2 separate regions of the Hordeum vulgare genome follow, and region 2 is linked to region 1. A link is a contact called in public Hi-C data. All regions are on one chromosome and are shown on one strand. Each heading gives the region's core, a stretch centred on a gene start, on an enhancer-like site or on the middle of the called end of the contact. The rest is flanking DNA. Distances are from core to core; before and after follow the strand shown. Region 1 holds the start of LOC123411328 (cytochrome c-type biogenesis protein CcmE homolog, mitochondrial). Region 2 holds the start of LOC123437899 (probable glucuronosyltransferase Os03g0107900).

What was found. A called contact is a pair of places that touch in the nucleus more often than the background predicts.
Region 2: a contact with region 1 is called in a Hi-C map of seedling, with 2.7 times the contacts expected there. The contact joins the promoter of LOC123437899 here to the promoter of LOC123411328 in region 1. A contact is called at or near these places in 1 of 6 Hi-C or Micro-C datasets (seedling) and 1 of 1 datasets of contacts at active chromatin or transcription factors (embryo).

The regions. Positions count from the first base shown.
Region 1 is chr1H:369,810,606-369,814,441 of MorexV3_pseudomolecules_assembly, forward strand. It overlaps LOC123411328 (cytochrome c-type biogenesis protein CcmE homolog, mitochondrial), which reads left to right and starts at 1,758. Exons shown (of 1, transcript XM_045104265.1): 1 at 1,758-2,907. The coding sequence starts at 1,902. The coding sequence ends at 2,672.
Region 2 is chr1H:370,116,140-370,119,975 of MorexV3_pseudomolecules_assembly, forward strand. LOC123437899 (probable glucuronosyltransferase Os03g0107900) reads right to left here and starts at 1,905. Exons shown (of 4, transcript XM_045115739.1): 1 at 1,099-1,905; 2 at 753-1,000; 3 at 101-556. The coding sequence starts at 1,668. LOC123437941 reads left to right here and starts at 2,054. Exons shown (of 2, transcript XM_045115743.1): 1 at 2,054-2,327; 2 at 2,475-3,047. The coding sequence starts at 2,153. The coding sequence ends at 2,812.

The DNA of each region.
Region 1 (3,836 bases), core at 508-3,007:
ATAACTAATATATTATTGCCTCTAGGGCATATTTCCAACAAATATATCATTGCTTGAATCCTGTTATTGACTTGTAGAGAGATTAGTGATCATTTTAATGAGGTAAAATCGAGCACTCTTTCTCGGATGGCTGCATACTTTTCAAAAGATTCTTTTGAAGCTTTCGAAGTTGAGAGCTTAGTTCATTCCAAAAGAGTTTTTTTGAAGCCTTTGGCGAAGTCCTATCTAGATGATTTTGGTTCCATTCAATTGAAGCAACTTGCTCATGAGCTTCCTTTCAACATTGATAATGCGCAAGCAGATGAAAGATTTGCATGCCTGAAAATTATTTCGAAACTTGGTAGGTTAGTATAATAAGCATCTTGTATTTCATTTGGTCTATCAACTTCTGAAGCTAGTATTATTGTTCTTCGTCTCTACCGCATCAATGGAGAGGTGTTTTTGTGAAATGAAAATAGTGAAGATTGTGCTACATAATTGCATATTTCATGAACTACTGCATCATTTTCTTATTGTAGAAAAGTTTTATATATTCAATTGAGGATGTGATAGATTACTTTTTGAAGAAGAAAGGTCGTAGAGGTTAGGAAAAACAGAGAGGTGGGTACTTTCGTAATCAGAGCTTATTTTATCATGATACATTGGTAACTATGATTTTCTTATTTATGTGAGGTTACTAAATAAAATATTATAGGCTTCTTACTTAATTCGAGCTATGCATTTTTAGCTTCATGTTGTTGCTATTTTGTTTTTTGAGGGGATATATTAGTGCTACTTGTTCGTGTTGATCCCAGTTTCCTTTTATCTCGGCTTTGCCCGTGCCTACAATGACAATTGTTCAGCTCTACTTTAAGAACGTGCAATGTAACATCGGTTGTTTGTGGACGCCACATAGGATAATAGATGAGGTGGATGAAAGAGACAAAAAGAGAAATAGGGTTCATCATAATTGAGTCATCATACTTGTCAGAATTGTCACACTTCATACTTTTGGAGCCCACTCCATAAGAAAGTTGTGTGTAACACGAAGAAAACTTCACATAATTCCCTCATATGATGATGGCAAAGCAATTAAAGAAAAACGATGTCTCGTTGACAAATGAGTCACACCACACGGAGACAACCGTATTTTGAGAGAGAAATTACCACATTATCCATTAAACAAACAAATTACAATGAGTACATTTGTGGCCACTCCATGAGACAAACAAAGTGACTAGTGTCTTGGAGATTTGCACAAAAGGCTTCAAACATATAAACCTTACAACTTTATTTTGGGAGATCCATATCTTCAACCTAATCATCACACGATGTCGATCACCATCGTCACCATGGCACTGTTGGAGAAAAACGCAGGTAACCTCCACATTCAGATTTAAAAGAACTTCATTGCAGACCCTGCTGCTTTATGAACTGATTAAACGGTTCGTTGGAGGCAATCAACATGATTAACAATCGGTTATGTTGTACCACTACGTATTTGTGAAACATAAAACTGATGTATTTTTAAGACCAAAAAATTTGGCAATTCCAGCGTTTTCCAAAACGTGAAAGTCGGCAGAAACTGAGAAGCAACACCCCGGTGCATTTTCCAACAAGTTACTTTTTTTGTGTGGAGGGAATCCAACAATTTACTATTTCCGCTCACTTTCCTGGGCCAGAAATCCACGGTGTTTCCGCGCTCCCTCGGACCTCGGGGGTCCATTCGCAAGGACGGCGCAGCCCAGTTTGACCTCGCCTCGGCCTCACCGGCGTGCCGTGCGCAGCAAGAAGATCAGCGGCCGACCACCCATCCGGAGCCAAAGGCGAGCGCAGCGCACCGCGCACACACGCCCCTCCTCTCCCCATTCCCTCGGCCCCGCACCTTCCAGATCCCCCCCACCCCACCCCTTGCCGCCTCCATGGCCTTCTCGCGCCTTCTCCCCTCCCGCCGCCTCCTCTCCGCCCTCCTCCACACCCCGACCCCGATCCCCGCCGCGCGCGCCACCACCTCTCCGGCCGCCCACGCCCTCCAGCCCGCGCGCTTCTTCTCCGCGACGAGGCGGGCCGGGCCGGGCGCCCCGCGGCAGCGCGCCGCGGACATCGGCGCGCGGGCGCGGCAGCTGCAGAGCCGGCGCCTCTGGACCTACGCGCTCACCTTCGGCTGCGCGGCCGGGTTCGTGGTCACCGTGCTTGCCACGTTCCAGGACCAGCTCGTCTTCTACCTCACCCCCACCGACGCGCTCGCGCGCTTCGCCACCGACCCCTCCAAGACCCGCTGCCGCCTCGGCGGGCTCGTCCTCGAGGGCTCCGTCGCCCACCCCTCCTCCTCCTCCTCCGAGATCGAGTTCGTCGTCACCGACCTCGTCACCGACGTCCTCGTCCGCTACGAGGGCGCCCTCCCCGACCTCTTCCGCGAGGGCCACTCCGTCGTCGTCGAGGGCTTCCTCAAGCCGCTCACCGACGACCTCCGCCGCGACTGGGCGGGGAGGAAGGTCTCCGATAAGGCGCTGGAGGGCCAGTGCTTCTTGCGCGGCACGGAGGTGCTCGCCAAGCACGACGAGAAGTACATGCCCAAGGAGGTCGGCGAGGCGATCGAGCGCAACAAGAAGCAGATCGAGGCGGATGCGGCTGCCGCCGCTGCCGAGGAGAACGCGGCGGTTGCGGTGGATGGAGCCAAAGCAAACTCGTAAGATTTGCTTTTTTGCTCTACGATTTAGATCTGAGTGCGTGGGATTGAGGCATAGATAGATTTGATTGACCGAATGAGATGAGTTGGGGACTCTCTACAGCATGATTCAATTGAAGCTGTTGTAATTGGAGTGGTAATTTTGAGCCCTGAAATAGGGGATTTTGGCCGGGGCAATAATGAAAACTGATTGTATGATAATCCATTCAACACGATTATACTTATTCTTTGGGTAGCAATTGCTATGCTCTTATCAATGGGGGCTGTGGATTTTTCTAGCGCAGTTACTTTGTTCGTTTGTTGTGATAACTGAGAGACCGACTATCCAATTTTGGTTTCCATAAGCTACTGCTTGATCCTGTGTATTCGGTTCATTAGCTTTTCTCTTGATTTGAATCATTCTCATACGAAATTCACTTCACCCCGTGCAACTGCCCATGTTGGTGCCACTTGGGCCCTTGATGTACTTATACTGCATTGCTGGTCTGTATCATGAACTTGCACAGACTGATGGATGGTACCTTTACTATCCATACACTTCATTATATGATAGTTGAAGCATATATTATGCATATTAGTGGAGCATTATGTGCTTAATAGTTCTCATCCATACCTGTGAAGTGCCACCGTAACTGGCTGATGACATTACAGAGAGCATTCATGGAGTCTTGCCGCAATTGTTACTGCTGGATATATAGCGTGCTTGTATTATATTGCTCATCTGACTTTCATTCGTGATGATTCAGCAGGGTATATTTTGCCAATGCCTACATGAAGTATTCAGGGTAACTAGTGATCAAAAGTTGAATTGTTTTCTCTATTATTGGGATACATCGGTAGATTGTACTATTCCCTTTTTGTAAGACGTTTGTACTACTCTATTATTGGGATACTTCATTGTACTCCATCGGTTCACAAATACTTCATCTGTTTCACAATAAGTGACTTGAAAGTGATTTAATTTTATACTAAAGTTAATGCAAAGCTGAGTCATTTTTAAATCATTTATTTTGAAACGGACGGAGCACTATACGATGTTCTAACTTTTCTTTGGTTATTCTTATTTTTATTTTATTTTCAGCCTGTATGTAGTTTACATTAAAGTATCCAAAATGTCTTGGAGGAAGTATTTGAATTGGCTACATCAGGCTTTATCTTGCAAGCATTT
Region 2 (3,836 bases), core at 655-3,154, 310 kb after region 1:
CCAATTCATTTCTGATGAGATGGAAGTAGAGCACAGCACATATTGCCAGCATAAACAAAGCAACAAGTCAGAGAAGAGGTTCACAAGACGGTTGCCTCACCTCCTCCGCCCCTGCCGTCGCAGCCGCTCCAGCTTCGCCTCAAGCTCCTTGAGGACCTGCCAGGTGGCGTCTCCCTCCTCCATCGGCCGGTTAAAAACCAGCGCCTTCCGTTTCACGGGGTCCCACAGGTTCCCCTGAATCGTCGTCAGGTTGGTCGCCGCGACGTGGTCTAGCACCGCCTCGAGGCCGGCCACGTCCCTCTCGGCCACCTGCAGCGAGATGTCGGGCCACCGTAGCACGCCGGGGAACGGCAGGCGTATGTCATCTGCGATGACGACGGGGATGCAGCCCAGGAGGACCGACTCCACTAGACGAGGGCTCCATGGCGCCCACCCCAGCGGGCAGATGCAGAACAAGGAGCGCGCCATCTCCGACCGGTAGCCGTCGTTCCGTTTCCGCTTCAGGTAGAACTTGCGGTTGCGGCCATACAGCCGCAGAAGTTCAGTCCTCACCTTCCTGAACGTGATGAATCGATTGATAATCATACTTGGTGACATGAATTTCGTATTCTACATATGGTGATGCAATTTATGAACTTTGCGTCCTGGATATTTGACCAGTGGACTGTGCAAGATGAAGCAAAATGACGAGTATTCTTGCCCATGAATTTCTTATAAGGCGATGTACTCCTCGCCAAGTGGATGCTTATTACCTGCTGTAGAAGTGGCCACTGATGTTCTTGGGGTGGACCTCCATCTTGCCCCGGAAGAAGGCAAATATGTCCCGATGCGCCTTCTCCGGCTCCGGCAGCTCCCGAGGAGCCAGCTCAGGCGGCACGTAGGGCGGGATCACCACATGCTCCACGTCCTGGCAAGGGTGCCGGCCCTGCACGCCGAATGTCTGCAGTAGGATCGACCCCTTCAAGAACTCCGGGATACCGGCGGCCATCGCCACATCCTCCTGATTGATCAACCATTAGGCCGCAAGATCAGGCACAAGAACAATGCACGCAAGAAACAGCTGAGGATTAGAGGCTGGATCGAGCAGCGGGCGGTCACCATGGGGTGGAAGCAGGCGCCGAAGTCGTGCGACGCGACGAAGACGTGGTCGGCCCCAGCGGAGAGGTTCCAGAAGGGCATCTGGGCGCGGACGAGGCCGACGGCGTCGGCGAGCAGCCCGCGCGCGTGCGCCAACGACGGGAGCCCCGTGGGCGTGGAGAAGTTGCAGCAGGCGTAGACGGGCACGAGGAAGAGGTCGGCCTCCTCGGGGCGCAGCCCCGCGCGCCGCTGCCGCAGCAGCAGCGCCTCGTGCACGGCCACCTCGGCGGCGAAGAGGTGGCGGGAGCACCGCGCGTCGGCGGCCGCCCAGCGCCGGTTGAAGCGCGGCGGGAGGTCGTAGGCGTAGATCCGGACGCCGGGGCGGGGCTCGGAGCCGGGGCCGCGGCGGGAGGGGGGCAGTGCCGGGAGGAACAGGTAGGCGGAGAGGGCCAGCCAGAGGATCCACCGCCACCTGTAGAAGTGGCGCGTCCTGAGCCTGTCGAGGAGGTGGAGGTGGCGCGGCTTGTGGGCTCTTGCTGTCTTCTGCTTCGGGTCTCTCATGGCGGGGGAGGGGTTCGTTCGATCGAGCATCGGAGCCAGGTGTTAGGCTGCGGACACTAGTTCTAGCTCAGATTCTTCTCCATTTCCGCCTCGGACTTCTCGCTCGGCGGGGCGCGCGACGGCCATTGCTGGCGGAGCTTTGACTCTCGTAATCCTTCCTTCTCGGTTGAGAGAAGCTGGGAAACAGTGAGGGGAAAGTGAGCGAAAGGGAGAGCCGATGCGTGTGATGATCACCCACTGGCATGTGGGGCCACCTGGCCCACATGCTGGCGTCACATCAGCGCGTGCAGCGTCCACGTCGGTCGGACTGGGCTATTCTACTCTGCCGTACCGACACCAGGAAATGGCGCGCACGTCGTCGTCATCCTATAACGAGTTGGGCTCACGTCGACCACCATGGCCGATAAAGCCGCCGCGCGCTAGCTTGACACACAGCTCGCTCGGTCGACCCCATTTCACCGGCCCATCCATTGCATTCCATCGAGCAAGCTAGCTACTTGGTCGTTCGTCGGCGATGGCTTGGAGGAGGGGGTCGATGCTGGCCGCGCTCGTGCTGGTGGCCGTGGCGACGTGCGCCGACGCCGGTGACAGCTACGGCGCGTCCAAGTTCACGGTGACGGGCACCGTGCTGTGCCAGGACTGCACCAAGAACTGGAACGCCTACGCCTACAACGCCAAGCCCATCGCCGGTACGGTCCGCCCGAACCTTCTATTACTTATATCTCTAGCACGCACTGGCCATCGCTCCTCGCCGGCGACCTGCACCTTCGTTGCTCTTGGCGTGCGCACGACGGCATGATCGACGAATATGTATGTATGCTGTGATGGTTTCGCAGGCAGCGTGGTGGCGGTGACGTGCCTGGACGAGCACACGGGGCGGACGGTGATCCACCGGACGGACACGACGGACGAGGAGGGGGTCTTCAAGGTGGACGTGCCGTACGCCCACGACGGCGGCAGCTGCCGCCTCGACCCGGCCCACTGCCTCGTCCGCCTCGTCAGGTCCGGGGACAAGGGCTGCGCCGTGCTCACCGACTTCAACGGCGGCAGGACCGGCGAGAAGCCGTCCCGCCCCTCGCGGGTCTGCCCCACCGAGGTCGCCTACTCGGCAGGGCCCTACTACGCCACCGTGCCGCAGTGCGACGTCGACGACGACGACAAGAGCTGTTCCTGATCGATCGAGTCATCTCTTCGTCTCTGCGCGGCCTTGTTATGCAGGTGGAACGATCGGTTCTGGCGTTTGGGTTCAAGTTTTCTATACACGGGTTCTGAATGGTTCCATGCTAGCATACATGTGCGTGTTTGTTTTGCTTCTAAAATGTCCGTGCGTACGATTTTTGTAACATGATCTGATTTGTACTGTCAATGACTATTGTTTTTTGAGCTTATCTACTCCCTCCGTTTCAAAATATAAGACATTTCACTAGGAGACTACAAACGGAGTAAAATAAATGAATCTATACTCTAAAATACGTCTATATACATTCGTATGTAGTTCATAATGCAATCTTTAAAAGGTCTTATATTTAGAAACGGAGGGAGTATGTGTTATGTTTCTATGTTAGGTTTCGTAATGCACCGGTGCTTATTTCTACAAGATAGGTGTCTAAGACCCTGTTTGGAACCATCCAGATTATATAATCTAGTTTTTATAATCTATTATGTTTTCAAACAGGACAACCTATAATGTAGATTATAAAAACTAGATAGATAGATTATTAAAAACTCGTAATCTACTCTATACCAACTAAAATCAGATTATGAATTGCTAATGACCCATTACCCTTATAAAATTGGAGATAATAACATTTCTACCACCGCTACCCTCCTCTTTAAAAAAACAGAGGATAGACAGGTCATTATGCAATGTAAAACCTGGATTACAGTTTATATAATCTGGCCTCCAAACATGTTCACCTAGATTATTTTTATAAACCAGATTATATAATTTATCTTCATAATCCAGATTATCATAATTTATTATGGTTTCAAACAGGGCCAATTAAGCGTCTATTCTATGCAAATAAGTAGGTGCTTAAAAAAATCTAATTTATTTTTTTAAACACCTCGTCTAAACATCTTACATTGTACAAGGTCTTATACCTACTCCCTCCGTCCACAAATAAGTGTGTATATAGATTTGTACTTAGTCAAACTTTTTAAAATTTGATCAACTTTATAAAAAATAGTAGCAACAT